3 separate regions of the Mus musculus genome follow, and all the other regions are linked to region 1. Evidence: chromatin contacts called from public HiChIP or PLAC-seq and promoter capture Hi-C data. All regions are on one chromosome and are shown on one strand. The core of a region is the stretch at or near the end of the contact, and the rest is flanking DNA. Distances in the headings are between cores, read along the strand shown. Region 1 holds the start of Dram1 (DNA-damage regulated autophagy modulator 1). Region 2 has its middle 11 kb from the start of Gm4925. Region 3 holds the start of Spic (Spi-C transcription factor (Spi-1/PU.1 related)).

The links. Promoter capture Hi-C pulls out the DNA fragments that hold promoters and counts their contacts. HiChIP or PLAC-seq counts read pairs in DNA pulled down with a chosen protein or histone mark.
Region 2: a CTCF HiChIP or PLAC-seq map of the NIH/3T3 cell line shows a contact between it and region 1, with 8 read pairs. The contact joins the enhancer-like site here to the promoter of Dram1 in region 1. A contact is called at or near these places in 6 of 39 promoter capture datasets (the 3T3-L1 cell line, embryonic stem cells, hematopoietic stem and progenitor cells and 3 more), 2 of 15 datasets of contacts at CTCF or cohesin (the NIH/3T3 cell line and large pre-B cells), 5 of 484 Hi-C or Micro-C datasets (LSK cells, Th2 cells, embryonic fibroblasts and 2 more), 5 of 115 datasets of contacts at active chromatin or transcription factors (bone marrow-derived macrophages, embryonic forebrain, embryonic stem cells and 2 more) and 4 of 9 other capture datasets (adipose tissue, liver, macrophages and 1 more).
Region 3: a promoter capture Hi-C map of pre-B cells shows a contact between it and region 1, with 2.8 times the contacts expected there. The contact joins the promoter of Spic here to the promoter of Dram1 in region 1. A contact is called at or near these places in 10 of 39 promoter capture datasets (the 3T3-L1 cell line, the C10 cell line, the HPC-7 cell line and 6 more), 1 of 484 Hi-C or Micro-C datasets (the G1E-ER4 cell line), 4 of 115 datasets of contacts at active chromatin or transcription factors (bone marrow-derived dendritic cells, bone marrow-derived macrophages and embryonic stem cells) and 3 of 9 other capture datasets (liver, macrophages and pancreatic islet).

What each region holds. Positions count from the first base shown.
Region 1 is chr10:88,354,901-88,358,635 of GRCm38.p6, forward strand. Dram1 (DNA-damage regulated autophagy modulator 1) reads right to left here and starts at 2,175. Exons shown (of 7, transcript NM_027878.2): 1 at 1,892-2,175. The coding sequence starts at 2,022.
Region 2 is chr10:88,718,015-88,721,749 of GRCm38.p6, forward strand. No RefSeq gene overlaps it. Among named protein-coding and RNA genes, the nearest start is that of Gm4925, 11 kb to the right of the region's middle. Within about 2 kb of position 2,072, at least 13 of the 459 cell types and tissues checked have an H3K27ac peak or open chromatin away from gene starts, as enhancers often do. A contact at or near this core is called in the NIH/3T3 cell line, where this site is marked.
Region 3 is chr10:88,681,386-88,685,120 of GRCm38.p6, forward strand. Spic (Spi-C transcription factor (Spi-1/PU.1 related)) reads right to left here and starts at 1,638. Exons shown (of 6, transcript NM_011461.3): 1 at 1,590-1,638.

The DNA of each region.
Region 1 (3,735 bases), core at 925-3,424:
CTCTGGTTATCTCCCATAGATAACCAGATTCACTTTAAGGGAATGCCTTAAACTGCATCCGACACAATGGTTCCAGCCTTGCCTCTGACAGACTGGCTGGATCCATATCACATAGTAGCTGGGAGTGAACTTCAGATCTAGGAAAAGCATAGCTATTACGTCCTCAGGAGGGGAGCAAGGACGAGAAGAGCTCAATCTTATACACGTCCAAGCGAGTGGATTGTGGTTCATTAATGAGAGAAGGGACACAGGTGCTGGCACCCAGGACTGAGATGTGCTCTGAGGAACCATTCCAAGGGTTTTTCAGGGACACAAGGCCAACTACTAAAGTCTTCTTCAGGGCTGGAGAGATGGCTCAGAGGTTAAAAGCACTGACTGCTCTTCTAGAGGTCCTCAGTTCAATTCCCAACACCCACAGGGTAGCTCACAACATCTGTAACGGGATCTGATGCCCCCTTCTGGTGTGTCTGAAGACAGCTACAGTTCTCTGTCTCTCTGTCTCTGTCTCTGTCTCTGTCTCTCTCTCTATATATATATGTACACACACACACACACACACACACACACACACACACACACGCACATATAATCTTTAAAGTCTTCCTCAAAGGACACAGATACCCAGATACCCGTCATTTAACATGGAAATGTTAAAGAGGATCAAGCTGTTGTGAGGCTATGCCAGTACCTGGCAAATACAGAAGTGGATGCTCACAGTCACCTATTTGATGGAACACAGGGCCCCTAATGAAGGAGCTAGAGAAGAACCCAAGGAGCTGAATGGGTCTGCAACCCTATAGGTGGAACAACAATATGAACTAATCAGTACCTCCCCTACCAGAGCCGTGTCTCTAGTTGTATATGTAGCAGAGGATGACCTAGTCGGCCATCAATGGGAGGAGAGGGCCTTTCTTTTGAAGATCATATGCCCCAGTACAGGGGAATGCCAGGGCTAAGCAGCAGGAGTGGGTGGGTTGGGGAGCAGGGTGGGGGGAGGGTATAGGGGACTTTGGGGATAGGGTTTGAAATGTAAATGAAGAAAATATCTAATAAACAAAAAAGGAGGATCAAGCTGTTGTCCCAGCTGTGGATAAAGGACCCTCAGGAAAGACGGAGACTAAGTAGGAAACAAAGTAATAAATAAGGGCAAGAAACTTCACAGGTTTTGACAACTTGAGGACTCTGACTTTAGAGGCACCAGGTCCAGAGGAGTATGAGGCAGGTCCATCCTAAAGGTGCTGCTGTTGGCACAAGGGGTCCAGGGTTGCTTTTACGCCAATGACCTACTGGTGTATCTCCACCAGTTTAAACCTCCATTTTCTTTCATGGAAAAGAAATTTTAGCTGTTAGAAATGAGCCCCCTGTGGTGGTGAAGACTTTTAAATCCCAGCACTAGAGAAGCAGAAGAAGGTAGACTTGTGTATACCACCCTAGACTTCAGGCCAACCTGGGCTACATAGGGAGATCCAGTCTCAGAGACAGAGAGGGGGAGAGGGAGGGAGGGGAGGAGCCAGGAGTTGTTGGGAAGAGAAATAAGTGAGCGGTTTGCCACATGCCTGGATCTACTTACAATAAATGGTATCTTAGGAACTCTCCTTGTCTGAGTGTCACCAAAGAAGGCTCTCCCCAAGATTTTATCCCATACCCCAGGTCTAAAGGTGCCACCAGCTGTCTAGCTGTCTGCTTGATGCGCGGCTCTGAGCACTGTTTCTCATTAAAGGCAGAACCCACACGTGCTTCCTGACTCTCTAAACTTGCCCGGGGATCCCAGAGATTATCTTGTCACACCTTTCCACTACCTCAAGAATTTCCACTACCCATGCCTGGCTTGCACGCCTTCCCTCCCTCTCAGCTCACCTGGTCCCTCCCTCACGCTCCTCTTGCCCCTCACCTGATATAGGGGAGAAAGGGGTTGACGTGCCCAGAGAGCACCGCGACCACGTAGGAGATGATGAAGGCTGCGGACGACCAAGTCACCAGGAGGAAGGGGACGAAAGCCATTCCCCTGAGGAAGCACAGCATCGCGGTGAGAGGGCGCTGAGCTCGTCGGACCAAGAAGCTGGCTTGCTGCGGACTGCCTGGAGGCGGTGGCCAAGACACAGACAGCTAACGGCGCGGCGGGACAGAGACTCCGGGACGGCCGGGACAGGCCCAGCCCCGGAGGGAGGGAAGCGCTCAGAGACCCGAGGGCGGAGGGCGGACGGGCAGCCGGGTGGGTGGGGCGCGGGCGGTCCTGGCTTGTTGCGAAACCGGTGAAGTCACAAAGCGGCAGCCTGGTCCCGCGGAGCTAGAGCGCGCAGCCACCTCCCCGCCCACGCCACGCCACGCGGGACCGCTCGGCTTCCTTTCGCTTTTGCTTGATACAGCGACGGGTGGGTGCGGCGGGAGACGCGGGACCCCGCGAGGCTGGCCAGCTCTTGGGCAAGTCCCGCCAAACTGGCTGGATTCCCAGCTCCTCCTTCCCTTGGGGGTTTTTCCTCTGAGCCTCTCTCTCCAGCACCCACTGAGCTTCCTTCCAGAGCCTTGGCCACCAGTGATGCGCACCCCATCGGGTCCCGCTATGGGTTCTGGGGTTCAGGCAAAGGGGCTCAGTGGTGTTTGGGCCACTGGGCATGGACGTCACATACACCTTTGTGATAAGCAGCGGGAAAGCCAAATCGCATAGTAACCAGGCCTGATAGCACAAGTCTGTCATCCCTGCTGCCTGGCTACTAAGGAGGCTGAAGCAGGAGGATCACAAGTTCAAGGTCTGAATTCGCAGCTTAGTGAGCCGCCCTCTAAAGAGCTGGAAATTTAGCCCAATGGTAGAGCACTTGCCTAGAATGGACAAAGGATCTAATTCAGGCAAGTGACAGAAAGGGTTGGATCCAGCCCTGGCCCACCCACCAAAAGCTACTTGGAGTATATATCTGTTCCCACCAATTCTACTTGGAGTATTTATTTCCTAGCAGCAAGACAAGATGACTTGATCCATTTCAGATCCACCCAGCCAGACACCACCTAAACCAAACCAATTGGTGTTCCTGAAGCACTGGCCAGCTCTGCGGGTCTGAGCTATAGTTTGGGAATTCTGAGCCCACTTTTGGCCATAGATGACCTAATACAGGTTCATCTCAGCCACATAAATGTGCCTTGTGTGCCATACCATGCTAGGGAATAGCCTACAGGGATTGTGAGTTCCTGTCCTGACTTCCTTTGGTGATGAACAGCAATGTGGAAGTGTAAGCTGAGTAAACCCTTTCCTCCCCAACCTGCTTCTTGGTCATGATGTTTGTGCAGGAATACAAACCCTGACTAAGATACAAGGTAAAGCTGTATACCCAAAGACAAATGCAGACTACTTAAGGGATTTTTGTTAATTACAATGAATATGCTAATTTTGAGGAAAGCCAGCATAATGATGATTCATTTCAATTGCCAACTTAATGATATTAGGAGATACCTAGAATATTAATGTAACACACCATGGATGTGTCTCTGAAGGCATTTCCCAAAAAGGCTTAACTTCAAGCAAGCAGCACCATCCCATGGGCTCTGAGTGAATAAAAAGGAGAGGAAGAGAAAGCCAGGGGAACATTTTCTCCCTCCCTCGGTGCTTCAGATCAAGTTGGTCTACTGTGTGACTTGCCTGCCATGGTGGGCCGAATTCCTGTGAACTGTGAGCCAAAATAAGTCCTTCCACCTTTAAGCAGCCTTTTCTTAGGTAATTAGTCACAGCAAGGACAGTAATGACTG
Region 2 (3,735 bases), core at 822-3,321, 360 kb after region 1:
GGGGGAGGGGATGCCTCGGCATGGGACCACTGAGGCACCCCCTTCCCCCACACTGGATCAGAACATATTCTTACAGCTCTTTCTCATTTTATGATCACAACAGCAGGTGCATGTTCGTATACACACACACACACACACACACACACACACACACACACACACACACACACACAGGAGAGAGAGAGAGAGAGAGAGAGAGAGAGAGAGAGAGAGAGAGAGAGAGAGAGAAAACAAAAACATTTCACTTTACTTTCTGGGAGTTTTTTCTTTATTTCTACTGTATTTATTTGCTGAATATTTTGATTAGAGGATAGGAGTCTGAGTCTAAAAACAGTTTCAAATGGTTAATAAACAGACGACTAAGATTCGTGTGTGATGTATGTTCTACCCAAATCTGACATTGCCTTTATTAGGTATTTCATTTAGCTGAAGTAGTGGTGTTATACACGATTCACCATGATTGAAAATGTTTTTAGAGGCCAGGAGTGGTGATGTTTGTTGTGTTTTATAAAAAGAAAAAGAAGCCAGGGATGTGTTTGATAGATGCTCCCTATGGTGCAGGGTGGGGGTGGGGGGTGCAGTGGGAAGGGGGGCCTCTGTAGGCCCATGCTGAGCCATCCCTTCCTCCTGAGGCTCCAGCCATAGTATAGAATAGAGTTTATTTAGGGCATGGGAGGGAAGTTGAGGGAATAGAGACAGAGAGAGACTCTGGCCATGAGCACATGGAGACGGGGGAGGGGAATAAGGAGAGAGAGGACAGAGAGGGAAGAGAGGAAGAAGAAGAAGAGCAAAAGAGGAGGGGGCAAGCAGCCTCTTTTATAGTGAGTCAAACACATCTGGCTGTTGCTAGGTAACTGTGGGGTGGAGCCTAGAAGAAATGCTAACAGTGCTGCTGGCTTTTAGTCCCAACACATAGAAAGCAGAGGCAGGCAGATCTCTGTGAGTTTGAGGCCAGCCTGGCCTATAAAGAGAATTCAAAGAGAGTAGAGCCAAGGATGTTACACACACACACACACACAAAAAAAAAAACCCTATCTCAAAAACCATGGTGATGATATAAAGATTTGATGTTTTCAGAGAGGCAGGAGAGATGGCTCGGGGGCTAACAGCACTGTTCTTCCAGAGACTCCACTACAGTTCCCAGCAGCCATGCCTCATCTAACAACTGCCTATAACTCCAGCTCCAGGGCATTTAACCTTTTCTCTCTTCAGAGAGTACCATAAACACACTCAGGCGCGTGTGTGCGCACAGACACACACACACACACACACACACACACACACACACACACACACACTAAATATGTATCTTTAAAAAATGCTTTCAGATCTGTGGGATTAGTACTTTACAGTTTTTACAGTAAACTTCAATAACTCGCAACTAAACTTCTGCCGGATCAATAATTTGGTCATGTACAACAGAGTTCTTTCCTCTGCCAAACATAATAAATCAATATTTGATTTATGAGATAAATACTTCAAGTTTGGTTAAAGCAACAGCAACCAAGTATTCAACAGAAATGCAAAGTAGGGTGGCATGTTCTGAAAGTTTTCTAACTTTTTCCCACAATACTGACTTAGGCAACATTCAAAACACTTCCTTCTTTTAACTTTAAAATTTGAAATAACTTCTCTATATTGATAGTAACATTGGCTGTTTTCCGGGCAGGGAGTTCACACTATTTTTTGGCATGTAATTGGAATAAAGCAAATGTTTAAAGAGGCTGCTGAAATCATCCCACCAAGCAATGCTCTATGGAGCTAGTTTTTATTTAAGTGATGCCAAAAATCACATGAGAAATATGCTCTGTGTGTTTGAACTGTGGGGCAGAAGCAGTGATAGCAAATATCCTTGTGTTTGACTCTGAAGGGAGAAAGTTGAATCTCAAGATAAACTTACTTTCAATAGCCCTAATACTGTTAGCTGAAGAGCAGAGCAGACTGCTGTTTACATTAGACTGCTTCTCTCAAGATTAGGGGAATTCCACATTGACTGTTTTCTCCACAATCTAGAAAACAATGCTGTATTTTAAAACATCTGATTTCTTTCTGACACATAATGCCATGATGAATCATTTATTCATTCAAATGTTCAAGCATGACTCTTTTGGGTATTTATTATATGTGAGGCACTGTACTAGGTTTCATAAGAAATGAAGGAAGAGAAAGAAAGAAAACAGGAAAACAGAACAAAAAGGAGGAAGGGAGGGAGGAATAGAGAAAGGAAGAAAGGAAGGAAGGAAGGAAGAGAAAGAAAGAAAGAAAGGAAGGAAGAGAGAAGAAAGGAAGGAAGGAAGGAAGAGAAAGAAGGAAGGAAAGAAAGAAAGAAAGAAAGAAAGAAAGAAAGAGAGAGACAAAAGAAAGAAAGAAAGAAAGAAAGAAAGAAAGGAAGGAAGGAAGGAAGGAAGGAAGGAAGGAAGGAAGGAAGGAAGGGAAAAGAAAGAGGGATGGAGGGGACAAATGGGAGGGAGGAATAAATAAGTAAAGAACAAGAAAGAAAGGAAGAAAGAGGAAGGAAGGAAGGAAGGAAGGAAGGGAGAAGCTACAGAGCTAGAGTTATTGCTCCCTTGGTAAAGTTCTTGCCTGGCAGGTGTGAGACACTGGTTTTCATCCATGGCACCACAGGACTCTAGTTTTCTTTCTGTTGCTGTAATAATGCACTCAAATAGCAACTTAGGGTGAAAAGGGTTTATTTGGCTTACACTTCCAGTTCAAAATCTGTCACTAAAGGGTGTCAGGGCAGATTTTCAAAGCAAGAACATGGAGGCAGGAACTGTGGAGGAATCCTGCTTCCTGGTTCCTTCTCTGGCTCACTCATGAACTCATGCTAATTGCCTTTTGTATGCCTAGGTCAACCGTAGGAATGTGCTGCCCACAGTGGGCTGGGCCCTTGTCAATTATGTCAGGATAATCCATAATCCTTCACAGACATGCCCACAGATCTACCTTATAAAGACAGTATGGACATATGGACCCTCCACATCCCTTTCTTAGACAGAATTTTTCTGTGAAGCCATGGATGGCCTCATATTCTCAACATCCACTTGCCTCTGTCTCTAGAGTGCTGGGATTGAAGGTGTGCACCTCCACTCCTGTAAGCCAGCCCCAATTAAATGTAGTCCTTTGTAAGCGTTGCCTTGGTCATGGTATCTCTTCACAGCAATGGAGACCCTAACTAAGACATCTTCCTTATCCAAATGACATGGATCAGTTGAACAATTCTTTTTCTAGTTTTGTGTGGGGTTACTTGTGCAGCTCAGTTTCTGTCTCAGTTGACTCTTTCTAGGTGATTGTAGGTTGTGTCAAGTTCATAGTTAATGCTAATTAGGACTCACAGGTTTTTTTTTTAAAGAACAGTGTATAACTGGATATTTGTATAAACCCAATAACCAAATATAGTTACTGTTTGCAGACAATGCATGCAAGTTCCAAATACCATTAATGAATACTGTAATACAGTAGAGGAAGATGAAGACTTGGGTACCAGAGTAGCATAGGAAAGAGTTTGAAGAGATGGGTGGGATCCATATAAGGGGGAAGCATGGAGGAAGCATAGAGCATGGAGCATTGCACAGATCATTACATTACCAGCTGCATAAAACATAGTAAATAGGTCAAGGAGCAGAGAAACTCACAGTTATCGAAGGGTATTTTGGGACCAACACCAGCGTCCCCTGGAATCTTCACAATTGCAAAAATATATGCATGGTTCTTCTTGGCTCTCATCTCTGGGTT
Region 3 (3,735 bases), core at 388-2,887, 330 kb after region 1:
TTTCTTACCTAACTCAGGACCACCTGCCGAGGGGGGTAGCATCACCTGCAGTGGTCAAAGCCCCTCTCACATAAAATCATTAATTAATAAAAAGATCTACAGGCTGACCCATAAGCCAGCTTAATTGAGACATTTCCTCAATTAAGTTTCTTCTTCCCAGATGACTTTGTACTCAGGCAGCAAAAACCTAACTAGTGGGAGTTCTGGAAATTTAAACTCTGGTCTTCAAGTTCACAGCAGAAGCACATTTGCCTGCAGAGCCATTGACTCGGCTCCTCTAACTTCTTAAATGTGAAGACAGCTGATGTTAATCACTGTCGCTGCGTAATTGATGACACAGAAATAACTGGAACATATTTAAGAATTCCAACGACTTATTTTATACACGGGGCATGGTGGTGTAGAGTTCCAGTAAACACTGGGTTTCTGTGAGTTAGAGGCTGTGTGTGACTTTTTCTTTTTTTCTCAAGGAAGAAAGATTCACGCTATTATTATCCCTTCTTGAGATTTGTATTTTCTCTAAGACACCGGTTGTCAGAGATGACCTTAAGTTCTCCATCCTCATGTGACTTGCTGAATGGTGTAACAAAGAAAAGCCACATAAGAAAGTGTGGGACTTTAACACAGATTACTTCATCATTAAACATAGGCTCAAGTTCTTACCCTGTAATCCTAGCTGATACTCTTTAGTATTACTTAATATTCAACATTTAATACTGATTAATACAGTGAGATGACAATACATCATCTTTGCACTAGATCACTTAAAAGAAAACATAAGAAGCCAGGCGTTGGTGGCGCACACCTTTAATCCCAGCACTTGGAAGGCAGAGGCAGGCGGATTTCTGAGTTCGAGGCCAGCCTGATCTACAGAGTGAGTTCCAGGACAGCCAGGGCTATAGAGAGAAACCCTGTCTCGAAAAAAAAAAAAAAAAAAGAAAGAAAAAAAGAAAAGAAAATGTATAAATTATAGTTTAGGCTATGTTCTTTTTTTGGGGGTGGGGTGGGGGGTGATCTCTTTACTCTTTTCACACAATGACAGTGTAGCCTGGTCTAAGATCACACACTCATTCTGTAGTCCAAACTGGTCTTAAACTTGCCAATCTTCTTGTATCAGCCTCCCAAATGCTGAGATTGTCGTCGTGCGCTAGCCCACCCATCAAATGAATACTATCAGTGTTAGGTATTTTTTAAAAAGCCATTCATGACTTTTAAACTATGACCTCACCCTGTAGTGCTGAAGGTTATTGTATTTTGAACTCACTCTTTAACAGCGCCTAGAGTATGAGAATAGAAGCAAACTCTTTTTACTAGCTCCCGAAAACAAGGTTTCTATGAACTGTAAATAAAGGAGCTTAATCAGTTTAATTAGAGTTTGTGTTATAAAGACCCACAGCCTCTACAGCCTCAAGCCTGCCTTTCCATTCCAAGCAGTATTTCAACTGATGATTCAGCTTTAGCTTATCAATGGCTTACTATTTCTCGCAGCGGAACAGACAGTAAAACAATAGCCCAAGAAACATTCATCCCAAGGAGAAAATGGAACACTTAATACAAAGGTTCAGGGAAGACATAAACTGAACACTTACCAGGAAAACCAAGTGGCGATATCTGTACTGAAATGTCAAGGACGCTATCAACAACACCCTGGCAGAGTCGCATTAAATAGCTATTTTTTAAGGAAGTGCTGCAAAGGGGATTTTTTTTAAAAGGCACAGTGCCTGCATAATTCTACTTCTTGATGTGACCAAGTAAGACACCAGGGGCTATTATTTTGAAAGGACATGTAATAGTTAGCATTCTCTGGGGCATTAGAATCAAACTCAAGGCTCAGCACCCAGTCCCCACAACATTCTCCCCCCCCCCCCAACACTCCACTCACTCCTCTGAGCTGCTAACTCCATCCAGAAACCTCTGACCTTAGCCACCCCTCTTTTCTCACTTATATCATCTCTCCCAGTTTTGGACTTCACACTCTAGACTATGGACTTCTTCTCAACAGCCTGCCTACGAGCCCTTTAGATCAGGCTCCCCACAATAAACCAGCACTTGATTGTAACCCTTCCTTTGAGACTTAGAGCCCCAGCCCCCACATGACAGCATTTGGTGTGACCAACCTAAAGCTTAGTTCTCACAGTTGACTCAAGAGGGAGTTTAAAGGAGACCTGAGACAAAGTCAAGACTCTTACGTTCAAACCTGATGAGCTACGTTCAGCTCCCAAACTTACAGAGTGGAAGAGAGAACTGACTCCTTCAAAAGACTAATTGTAGTATCACACTCAGTATCAGGCTTACGTACTACTCAGGAGAGGCGGGAGGACCACTGTACGTTTAAGAACAGCCTGGGCTACATCACATCACAAGAAGGAAAGGGCTACAACTCAAGAAAAGAAAGGAAAAGAAAAGGGGAGATGACTCAGAAGTTAAGAACACTGGCTGCAGACTGGAGAGATGGCCCAGCCGTTAAGAGCACTGACTGCTCTACCGAAGGTCCTGAGTTCAAGTCCCAGCAAACTACAAGGTGGCTCACAACCATCCATAATGAGATCTGACATCCTTTTCTGGTGACAGCTACAGTGCATTTACATATAATAAATAAATCTTTGGGCTGGAGCAAGCAGGGCTGGAGCTCAATTCCCATCAACCATATGATGGCTCACAACCATCAGCTACAGTGAGCTCTTCAGCTATAGTGTGCTCATCAGCTACACAGTGTGCCATCATCCACAGTGTGCCATCATCCGCAGTGTGCCATCATCCACAGTGTGCCATCATCTAGTGTGCCATCATTCACAGTGTGCCATCATCCAGTGTGCCATCATCCACAGTGTGCCATCATCCACAGTGTGCCATCATCCACAGTGTGCCATCATCCGCAGTGTGCCATCATCCACAGTGTGCCATCATCCACAGTGTGCCATCATCCACAGTGTGCCATCATCTAGTGTGCCATCATTCACAGTGTGCCATCATCCAGTGTGCCATCATCCACAGTGTGCCATCATCCACAGTGTGCCATCATCCACTGTGCCATCATCCACAGTGTGCCATCATCCACTGTGCCATCATCCACAGTGTGCCATCATCCACTGTGCCATCATCCACTGTGCCATCATCCACAGTGTGCCATCACCCACAGTGTGCCATCATCCAGTGTGCCATCAGTCACAGTGCGCCATCATCCACAGTGTGCCATCATCCAGTATGCCATCAGTCACAGTGTGACATCAGCCACAGTGTGCCCATCACAACCATCTGCCATCTGTACAGCTACATGGCGATGCCCAGCCCACCCTGCATCTCCTGGTCTAAACACACAAAGTGTGTGTCTGTGTGTGTGATAGAGAGAGAGATGGGGGGAGGATAAGAGAAGCAAGAAAAGGAGAAGGAGAAAGACCTAGAAATCTAGACTATTCTCTTTCCTTGGCATTGAGATTGCTTTACACAGAAGGGCACCTAAATGATCCACTCTCTGGATAGCTGATGTTTCTCAGATACTGCAGGCATGGATGAAGAGCAGCAAAGCTTACTTAGCTCTAAGGTTAGGTACACACCCTTCCCATGCATCCAGTTCACTTACCTGTCCAACACTGTGTCCGCCAGTGCAAGATGGGGACAAACTCCTCTGGCATCCTCTGGTTTGACTGACACAGACTTGACTTGGACCTACTTTTAAGCACTTTCCCATTTGGCCGGGGGACATCCAAACAAGCAAGTAAACAAAAGAATCAGTAA